Regions from separate parts of the Mus musculus genome. Here region 1 is linked to region 2. Evidence: chromatin contacts called from public promoter capture Hi-C data. All regions are on one chromosome and are shown on one strand. Each heading gives the region's core, a stretch centred on a gene start, on an enhancer-like site or on the middle of the called end of the contact. The rest is flanking DNA. Distances are from core to core; before and after follow the strand shown. Region 1 overlaps Pptc7 (PTC7 protein phosphatase homolog). Region 2 overlaps Ppp1cc (protein phosphatase 1 catalytic subunit gamma).

Region 1 (4,924 bases), core at 1,936-4,435, 140 kb before region 2:
ATTAAGCATCTTTTAAAAAGCACAAAATATCTGCATCCATAGAACAAAAATTTTCTTCCAATTTGTGACCAAAACCGTCCGCTGCTGGGGTTGGGATGTCATGACCCAGCACAGGATAGAGCAGGACTGTGGGCTCCTGGCAAACAGAAAACACAAAGCCCCAGCAGTCCTCGCAGAGCCTGCGCCTGGGGGACACAGGGCTTCTCCTGGGATGATCCGCGTGTTTTTTGGCCGAGGTGCCGCTATTTACTACTTGTTGAATGTTAACATCCCTTTAACACACTGACATTTTGAGTTCACTTTACCAACATTACTTCTTTTCAAAACTTCAACTGCTTTTGAAAAGTAAAAGACTTTGAAAACCTCCAGGAGAAGGGAGAGGTCACCTCGCTTTTTCTCTCAGTGGGTCACCAGTGGGTACGGGCTAGCGGGTGACAGCAGTGGTTCTCAACAAGGATCTTGATGGGTCTCAAACATGGGCCAGAGCATCCATCATTGGCCACTGAGATCAGTGGCAAAGAAATGTGGTCCTGCCAGCAGGATCAGCACATGTGGCAGGGAGAAGTCGGGAGACAGGGGAAAGGCAGGAGTCACCAGTGTGGCCCATCAGTCCGTGTACTCAGCCACTATTGAGAGGAGGACGGTGATGTCATCTGGCTTTCCACCTAAAACACAGATGACACTTATCAGTGTGCTTGAAGGAAAAGTCAATCAGAGATGTGGCTCACGTAAGCACTGAAGACAAGAGCTCTGTGGGTTTGCTCTGCTGATGCTCCAGACTGGAGAGTCAAAGCTGCAAGCTCCAGTGTGGGGAGGATCAGGAATTCAACGTCACGCTCAGCTACAGAGAGTTTAAACTGAGCCAGTGTTACCCGATGCCATCTCCCAAAGCTAAAGTAAACAAGGCCCAGTTATACAGCACCAAGGCCAGGCCACGGCGGTGCAACCTACAAGCTCTGTACTTGATGGGCCGAGGCAGGAGGGTCAGCACATACTTGAGTTGTCTACAACCTTGTGATTTAACTGAAGCTTAAACCCACCCTGCCGCTTTCCTACTCGGTGGCTGTGGTCGGCCCACAGCATCACATGAGTAAGTGCAGGACGGCTACAGCCCAGCACTCACATACCGCACTGGCCTAATTTGGACAAACATGTCCAGTGTTTGGAAACTCAGAATAGCCTGTATTCTAATCTGCCAAGAAGCTATGGCATGTGCTTTCCTCTGTTTTAACATTTCCTCAGCCCAGATGTGCTCAGCATGTCATAATATTACCCTAGCAAACGCTGGGCAGCCCTAGACAGTTCTGATGCCAATGTCATCCAGCCAGGACGGGCCTGATCCCCCAGTCACACCAGGAAGTAGACCAATGGCAGGGTCGTACAACTTCCCTCTGCAGACTGCTGCAGCAGTTTGGACTCAGCCACTCAGGAGGCAGAACTTAGCTGCTGGGGATGTGGCCCTGGGTAAGCAGGGCACTGTGGAGTAAAGGGCTTCAGGTTCCATGCTCTCTCAGGCAGTCAAGGTCGGTTCTGAAGGGCGGCTCAGGAAAAATGAGCCGCCACCCTCCGACCTTGCTAAGAGGACACACACCTACACATTTTCACCCAGAACTCAGAACCTTCCAGAGAATGCTTACCTCTCACATTTAATCCATTGTCACATGCAAACTGTGCAAAAGGTGACATATAATTTGGGTCATAGGCCAGCTCATGCGCTTGCTCAGCAATGCTTCTTGCAGTCCGCTGTATACTCTCATAATTTGAATTCTAAAATGAAGGATGGAGTTATTTTTACCACGGTGCCTCATGTGAGCTCTGCATAAGAACACTTGATGCAGGCAGCACTGTAGGCAGCTGCCACGCACACTCCAGTAAAAGTCTGCTTGACAGGCTGAGAAGCCTGGAAGCACTTGAGGAAAAGAGTTTCACGGAAACTCACCTCCTGGAGCTTTGGCGTTCTCATTAACCCATATACATACCCTATTCCCACGTTAGTCTGGTGTATGGATCCCTGCGCTCTCTTTTAGCATTATATTATTTTAAGTGCCTTTTAAGATTGAATTCTGACGTAACCAGAGCCTTCGCCAGTGTTCCAAGGTCCCAGAAGCAACTGAGCTTGGAATCCGGCAGGAATGCAGTAAGGAAGTTACCTATTCAGTAACTAAGCATTACAAAAAACGGAGCCAGCAGCTCAGAGCTGGTCTGCAAAGTATTTACTAAGGACAATAACAAATCTCACCCAAACAAGGGAATACCATAATAGAGCTAGGGAATCCCACTGAGACTTAGATCTTCCCTACAGCCAGGTATAGCAAGCTTCATATTAGAAGCAAGTTGGTAAATTCTTCTAAAGACCCAGGAAATAGGGGGATTGTGGTATTGCAGTATTCATGAGAAGGCCTGCTAGTGCAGAACCCCTGGTGGTGGGCTTAACAATAGACTAGCTTTACACCTGGCTCCCTTCATAGTGGCAGCAGCCTGGTCCCCGCCTTCTTTTGATGTATACATTCCTTTTGTATTTCATCACTGTAACTTGGTGGATCGTATTTTGCCTGGTTTCTTGTTATTCTTCGGTATAAAAAGTTTGATGCTCAACATGACAAAATACATTCAGATTCTACACAATCTCACGTGTTGGTCTGTCTGTCACCCGCCAACTCCTTGCCCATCTGCACCCAGAGACCCGCTCCACGCAGACAAAGGGACCCAGATGGTCTGCGGCAGGCAGCACACTCACCTGAACACTCCCCCAGCACTTAGGTTTATCCAGTGAGAAAAGACATGGAGACAGCACTACGGGGACCAAGCCCGTCAGATCAAGGCCCTGCCTGAACCTTTGGTTGAAATGGCTCCACATTTTTAATTAAGATTTTCATTTTTGGTCTTCCATTTGAAATTTTTGAGGTATTCTTGCTAAAATGGGATGGTCTGAAAAGGTGGGTTTGGGCCACATTTTCATGGTGCCTCAGAAGTCCCCATGTTTGGGAAAACACCTAGCTAGCCATATTAGCTTTTTTCAAGTAAGAGGTGCTCTGGTGCTGGCTATGCTGAGACTGGCCTGCAGGCTTTGTATGCCATAGCAGACTCTTGCTTTGCTGTGCGTTCTCTGACCATGCCCTGTCCTAGCTACTTCCACTTCCTCATCTATAAAATGGGCGCTGGAGGACAAGCCTCTGCTCAGCCCTGCCATCAAAGGTTCTACATCTTTCAACCAGCAGAGGGCTAGGACAGCTGGAGGCATGGCTCCAGAGATCAACAGTACTGGTGTCCTTGCAGAGGACCCAGGTTTGGTTCCTAGCATCCACAAGACTGTTCACGTCAGTTCCAGGGGATCCAACACTCTCTTCTTGCCTCCATAGGCAACACTCATACACATAATATTTTTAAAAAGCAAAGTTCATAAAGAAAATGAAAAGCCAACAGGTCTGTGCGTCTAGGCCGCCTCCTCACAGGGGCCTTCCCTAGCCAATCTAAGATAGGAGTCCCCTTTATTTCTAACCCTGCTCACTTGCCAGCAGCCTATATTGTGTATCTATCTCCTCCCCAGCCGTTCTCCTCTGCACTGGAAGCCCCGGAGGGTGGGCCGAGTGCTTCCTGCTGACGGCTGTCAGCACACAGTGCCCCAGTACAAGCGACCACCACAGGGCAGGCACGGTGCTAGGACTTCCTCCCCATGGTGTTGGTTACTCTTCCCTGCCACCCTGAAGGGGAAGACTTTTTCTTCTTCCCAGTTCACAGGCAAGGAGGCACTGCTTGGACAGTAGAAGAAACACCCCAAGCCAGAATGGCAAGGTGCCAGAGAAGAAGGCCAGGTCTGCCAGCCAGAACTTTCTCTGGGCTAAGAGAATCTGGAAAGCCCAGCTTCTGGTCCTGCCACCTTTTGTGGTAGAGGCCAAACTCTCCCTCAGTGATAGCTCTAGTCAACACCCACACTCCTTGCTGCCTGGTCTCACTTCTGACCTCCCAGCCTCAGCAACCGCAGGGTGTGTGGTGACAGGAAAAGGAGAGAGGCATAAGCAGGTGCATAAGATACGAGGAAACAAAGCAACTTCCGACTCCCCTGGACCACCCTATGAGGAAGGCTGAGCCAAGGGCTCCCCCAGTTCTCCTCTAATGTTCCCAATTGTAATCGCCTGGGATAGTATACCCATCATTTTGTGAAGTTCAAAAAACAGTCTTTTCCAAACCAACATAGGGACAGGGCACTGGGCAGAGCGGCAGCTCCCAGGGCCTCCAGGCTCCTTACCTTCAGTTTTTTCAGCTCCTGGAGGATCATGTAATCAGGCATGTTGTCAAAGAGCCCATCTGTTGCTGTCAGGATGATATCTCCTAACTGGACATCGAAAGATGTGCTATCAGCAGCGTCTGGGCTGTGGCAAGGACAGAGGAGGAACAGCAAGGTGAAGGAAGCCCTGCAGGTATGTGCCAAAGGCCCTGCTACCTGCATTTTACAATGTCAGGAGGCTTTAAATATGGCCTCAACTAAGGAAGCTGGGCTAGCGAGCGAGTCAGCAGACAAGGGGAAGACCAGCAAGCCTGCTCACTTGAGTTCTCCCATCCTAAGCACCCACAAGTGAGAGAACTGACTGCCACCAGTGTCCTGTGACCTCCATGCTCCAGCTGGGGCATTAACCCCGCCTCACAACATGAAGTCATACCAAAATGTCAATCCTGAGAAAACTAGCTGACAGCATCATCTGTATGTTTCAAAGGCTCAACAAAAGCCATTGAGTAAAGCTGAGTCCAGGCCAAGAGACCAGTCACGCATGGCACATGGATCAAGAGGAAGGCTCTCTCCTGAGGCAGGTCTAACCTCCACTATGTGCAAGGGAGTGTTCCTGTCCAGTCTGCAGTCTCTGATCCCAGCCTCTCCCACCCACACCACTACGCCCCTTCTGGCTCTCAGGAGGCTAGCCGCCCGCAG
Region 2 (4,901 bases), core at 1,007-3,506:
ACTTAACGGATATAAATCAAATTCTCTCATGGACAACACGTACCTATAGTTGAAGATACTTAGAATGCTGAAGCTGTTGTCCAGCATTCACAGTCCAGCAACACATGATGGATTCTTTTCAGTTCAGCTTTGGGCAGAGGTGGCAGCCTGGGAGGTCCTTCCTGGGAACTAGTGGGAAATGACCTGTGCTGTGTCTCGTTTTCTATAAAGCAACCCCACTGGCTTGGACCAGGAGTCTTCGGTTTCTCTCTGGATGATGCTGCCAGAGTGCACGGTATGTGTGGCCTTGTGAGCAGTCTTGAGTTAATCCTGCCAGGGAATATTCTAGCTGTTCTGTGGGCCCGGGGCAGGAAGCTAGGCTGGTATGCACCAAGACTGCACATCTGGTAAGCAGAACTGAGCTCAGCTAAGTTCCTCTAGGTCACCAAGTGGGTAAAAAATTAATTTCAGGGCTGGAGAGATGGCTCAGTGATTAAGAACACCGACTGCTCTTCCAAAGGTTCTGAGTTCAAATCCCAGGAACCACATAGTGGCTCACAACCATCCAATCATGAGAGCTGACACCCTCTTCTGGTGTGTCTAAAGACAGCTACAGTGTACTTAGATATAATAATAAATAAATCTTTTTTAAAAAATGAATTTCAACTATTTTCTGATTCAAGGCCACCAGCATCTCAAACCGAGCCTTTTTTCTTTTTTTTTTTTTTTAAGATTTATTTATTTATTATATGTAAGTACACTGTAGCTGTCTTCAGACACTCCAGAAGAGGGCGTCAGATCTTGTTACAGATGGTTGTGAGCCACCATGTGGTTGCTGGGATTTGAACTCTGGACCTTCGGAAGAGCAGTCGGGTGCTCTTATCCACTGAGCCATCTCACCAGCCCCGAGCCTTTTCTTTTGATTAAAAATTTAAAAATGTTGAGCCAGGCTTGGTGGCGCACGCCTTTAATCCCAGCACTCGGGAGGCAGAGGCAGGCAGATTTCTGAGTTCGAGGTTAGCCTGGTCTACAAAGTGAGTTCCAGGACAGCCAGGGCTATACAGAGAAACCCTGTCTCAAAAAAAGAAAAAAAGAAAAACCAAAAAAGAAAAAAAAATTTTTTTCAATGTTCCTGTGTGTAGAACCCCAAAGGCCACAAGAGGGCACTGGACCCTTGGAGCCTGAGCTACAGGGAGCTGTGCACCCCACCCTGCAGTGGGCCTAACTGCCCTGTGCTCCTCACTTTCCATTCCCCAGACATGTCTTCAGAAGCCTGGCCTCTGCCTTCTTCCTTCCAATCCATCCCACACGGACTCTACAGTCCACCCCCTCCCATGTCTCCCAAGCTAACCCAACAATGCCAATGATTCTCAGCTTGTCCTTATCCACCACCAAGTATCAGATGACAGATGGACTTCTTTCAGCCACCTGGGCTGGCCCCAACCAGGACACCCTTTCTTCCTGGATTAGCACTTGTCCCTTGGCCCCCAGTTTCACCTGTTACATAGGTGTGTGCTGTTTTTTTTTTTGGGGGGGGGGGCGGGGGGCTATACATGTATGGTACATTCATTCACATGTTTACTGTGAATATGAACAGAATGGTGGACTGTCTCACACCAGTTTCTACAAGTTTTGACACTCATTACTTCTAATACCAGGAAGCACCGTGTCCTCCCTCTGTGGTTTGGTTTGGTTTTTTTTTTTTTTTTTTTTTTTTTGGTTTTTTGTTTTTTGGAGACAGGGTTTTTCTGTGTTGCCCTGGCTGTCCTGGAACTCAGAAAGCCGCCTGCCTCTGCCTCCCGAGTGCTGGGATTAAAGACGTGCGCCACCACGCCTGGCTCCTCTGTGTCTTTTTATGTTGGTGTCAGGAAGACTTGCTCAGATGATGAGCTCAGAGGAGCACAGGCTGGTGTAACTCAGCAGAGACGCCCCATACACTCCTAACTGGGACTTGCTGTGGCTCTGCCATTCACCCAGCTAGCGAGCCAGAACCTGAGAGAAACGAGGCACTCCCTAGGTTACAAGTTACAAGGGTGCATGCAGACAGAGGAGGAAGCCTTTGGTAAACAGTGAAAGGCTTAAAGTGTCTCTTGTATCAACTTCACGTTTTCTCTGCTCAGGGCCCCATGACAGAAAGCAAACCACCTCTAGGGCTGATGCCCTTCAACAGCCTCTGACCTAATCAATGGCTCAGATTCCGACCATTAGGTTCAAGCTGAAGGAAGCAGGCTGGGATGTGGGAGTGCCCAGGGGAGTACTTGGCTGACCCTTAGGACCCACTGGCCAGCAGTCAGGCCAGACACCATCTAGGCCTGCCCTCCACCACCACACACAGGGTCTGAGGCCAAGACACTCCCCAGGAACCAGGGCTACCTGGCTTCCTCTCAATGCACCAGCAGCTTTAATAGACCAAGGCAGCAAGAAACTAAGGCTACAGGCAGGGCTCCAAGGAAGCCAGCCCCTCCCTCCTGCCAGGCTACTTAGCCAAGACCCAGGCCCCTCCCAAAAGGACTGCATATGGAAAGACAGGAAAGGATTCGTGGGGCCGCTGCTGACAGAAAGACACGAACAAGTTAACAAGCTTGCATTTAATAAGTCTGAAACCATTCTCAGCACATGGCATTGTACACGGGCATCTGTGCAAACAGATTCATTTAACAGGTCGTAGTTTAAAAAAGTCATAGATACTGTGAGTTCTGTATAAACCGGTGGACGGCAAGTTAGTTCCTTTTGATTTATAAGCCTCAATGTCACCGCAGAATAAAGAATGTAGCCAAAGAAAGCATTATCGGTCACTCGTATAGGACAGTGTTGTTTCTATAATTTGAAGCTTTCTGAATGGACGGGTTCAGGCCTGATCCAACTGTAAAAAGATCACTCAGTGAATAGACTATATGGGAACTGTACAAAGTGTCATTAACTTCCATCATTAATAGCTTACTCAGCACTATACCACTATTGCTAGTTAAAATAACCTGCTTCTGAGGCCCCACGGAGGGAGGCGGCCTGTGCACGCAGCCTCGATGCCCTGGCCACCTCATCCCCAGGGCGTGCCATACAGTCCAACAGAAACTTTGGCTTTAGGAAGGAATCACAGACATTGAAAAGAATGGCTTTAATCATTATTAAATGTGCAGTGGGAAGGAGTGTGCTTCAGATAGTCTGGGCAGGGCTGGCGGCAGGCAGGTCACTCCTGCTGCCACAGCTGCAGACACTAGTTTGTACATGACAAGACAATGAGGGAAAGCAGTCCCTTTCAAACAAACTGGAAAAAAAATTGTTCACAGTGGTTTGTATCAACAGAATGCATTTATGACAATTACATGTAGAGACTCACGCACTCTAAGGCTCTCTTTATATCCTAAAGAAAACAGGCATTTACATTATTCATGACTTATACTAAATTAAAAAAAGATCAATTGTACACTTTCTCCTCAGACAGGATAACCTGCCAGGGTGTACAGCTTAACACCATCATCAGAGCTGTCCACAAAGGGAACAGAGGTTCAAAACAAAATGCTCTCTTGAGAATGAAGTGCTTGGCTTGCTGCTATAACCAGCAAGTGCCAGCAGTAATCAAATGGAGGAGGGCCCGACAGACAGGTCTACCTGGGCAAGCTGACCAGCACATCACAGTTTAAAAAGGAAGGTTATGAACGCTATGTTACAAGTCCCAACCAGGCAGTGTCAAGTGACATCTATTTCTTTGCTTGCTTTGTGATCATACCCCGTGGTGGTGTGACAGGTCTCGTGGCGTTGGGCTTCTTTTTCTCTGCAGGCTTTAAAATCTGTAAAGAGGAAAGAAAGAAGAACCTTAGGAGAGCTATACCTGGACCTCAGCTCTGTTCAGATCTCCATCTAGAAGTTCTGCCTAATGCTGCTGCCCCCTAAATGCTGAAAAGCCCTCTAGAACATACCCTGGACCGACTGGTCCCTGAGCATTTTGGTGGAGAAGTGCCATGACATACAGCCAGAATATGTGATCTGGAAAACAGTTTCTGCTGGGGCCAAGTGACAAACTCAAGTCTAGAGCTTCCCACAACCTTGAAGCTCTGTGGAAGGCACTGGAGTCTGCAGTCTCTGGGGAGTGCTGAGGCCTGCCTCGGGACTTCCACAGCTACAGTAACATTAACAACTGCGTGAGCTTGAAATGGATCAAGCCCACTATAGGGAGGAAATGTAAGAACCAGGGGCCAGCACAGGAGACGATATCATGGCACAAGCTGATGTGTTGGCACTTGGGAGGCAGAGGCAAGTAAATCTCTCTTACATTCATGGCCAGCCTGGTCTACAGGGTGTGTTCCAGGCCAGCCAGAGGCACCCCAACTCCCTCTTCTCACCAAAAGCACTGACTATAAGTGACACTGTAACACACCGCTTGCTTCCACCCACTTAAAGAATTCAACTACACCTAACGTCAATCCTGGGAAAAGGTTCCGTATTATTTTTCCTTTCTTTAGGAAGAGCCCACACACTTTTTCCATGGGATAAATATTCCTAAAAAAGAAAGGGCAGCCTGCTCAGCAGAGGTGCAAGCACATGAAAAGTGGCCACAGTCTCACCTGGAAGGAACACATGAGGGTCTCATCCACACTCATCATGGCGCCTGCATTGTCAAACTCGCCACAGTAGTTGGGTGCAGAAAACAGAGTGACTAACTGCCTCTTTGCAAAAAACTCATAGCCATCTTCAACCACCTGTGGAGAGACCGTGTCAGTGTGAGCAGCTGGGGCACGAGCTGCCCCTCTCCTTCCCCACTGAGCTCGGCCTGCTGCCGCTCGCCCCGGAGGCACACTGTGTGGCAAGCCATACCTACCCACCAAAATCAACAAGGAGCCTCGGCTCACACCCATGCTCTAAGTGTACATGTAAAGTCAAAGTCAGTACCTGATGGGCTCTACATATAAGATCCAAATCATGCT

The links. Capture Hi-C pulls out chosen DNA fragments and counts their contacts.
Region 1: a contact with region 2 is called in a promoter capture Hi-C map of adipose tissue. The contact joins two enhancer-like sites. A contact is called at or near these places in 3 of 39 promoter capture datasets (hematopoietic stem and progenitor cells, hippocampal neurons and liver), 6 of 484 Hi-C or Micro-C datasets (the G1E-ER4 cell line, Sertoli cells, bone marrow-derived macrophages and 3 more), 6 of 115 datasets of contacts at active chromatin or transcription factors (craniofacial prominence, effector CD8 T cells, embryonic forebrain and 2 more) and 2 of 9 other capture datasets (adipose tissue and liver).

The regions. Positions count from the first base shown.
Region 1 is chr5:122,316,557-122,321,480 of GRCm38.p6, reverse strand. Pptc7 (PTC7 protein phosphatase homolog) reads right to left here. Exons shown (of 6, transcript NM_177242.4): 4 at 4,247-4,370; 5 at 1,638-1,767; 6 at 1-665. The coding sequence ends at 607. Among named protein-coding and RNA genes, the nearest start is that of Pptc7, 35 kb to the right of the region's middle. Within about 2 kb of position 3,185, at least 92 of the 459 cell types and tissues checked have an H3K27ac peak or open chromatin away from gene starts, as enhancers often do. A contact at or near this core is called in adipose tissue and embryonic stem cells, where this site is marked.
Region 2 is chr5:122,172,921-122,177,821 of GRCm38.p6, reverse strand. Ppp1cc (protein phosphatase 1 catalytic subunit gamma) reads right to left here. Exons shown (of 7, transcript NM_013636.4): 5 at 4,867-4,901; 6 at 4,542-4,676; 7 at 2,549-3,767. The coding sequence ends at 3,678. Among named protein-coding and RNA genes, the nearest start is that of Ppp1cc, 17 kb to the right of the region's middle. Within about 2 kb of position 2,256, at least 35 of the 459 cell types and tissues checked have an H3K27ac peak or open chromatin away from gene starts, as enhancers often do. A contact at or near this core is called in adipose tissue and embryonic stem cells, where this site is marked.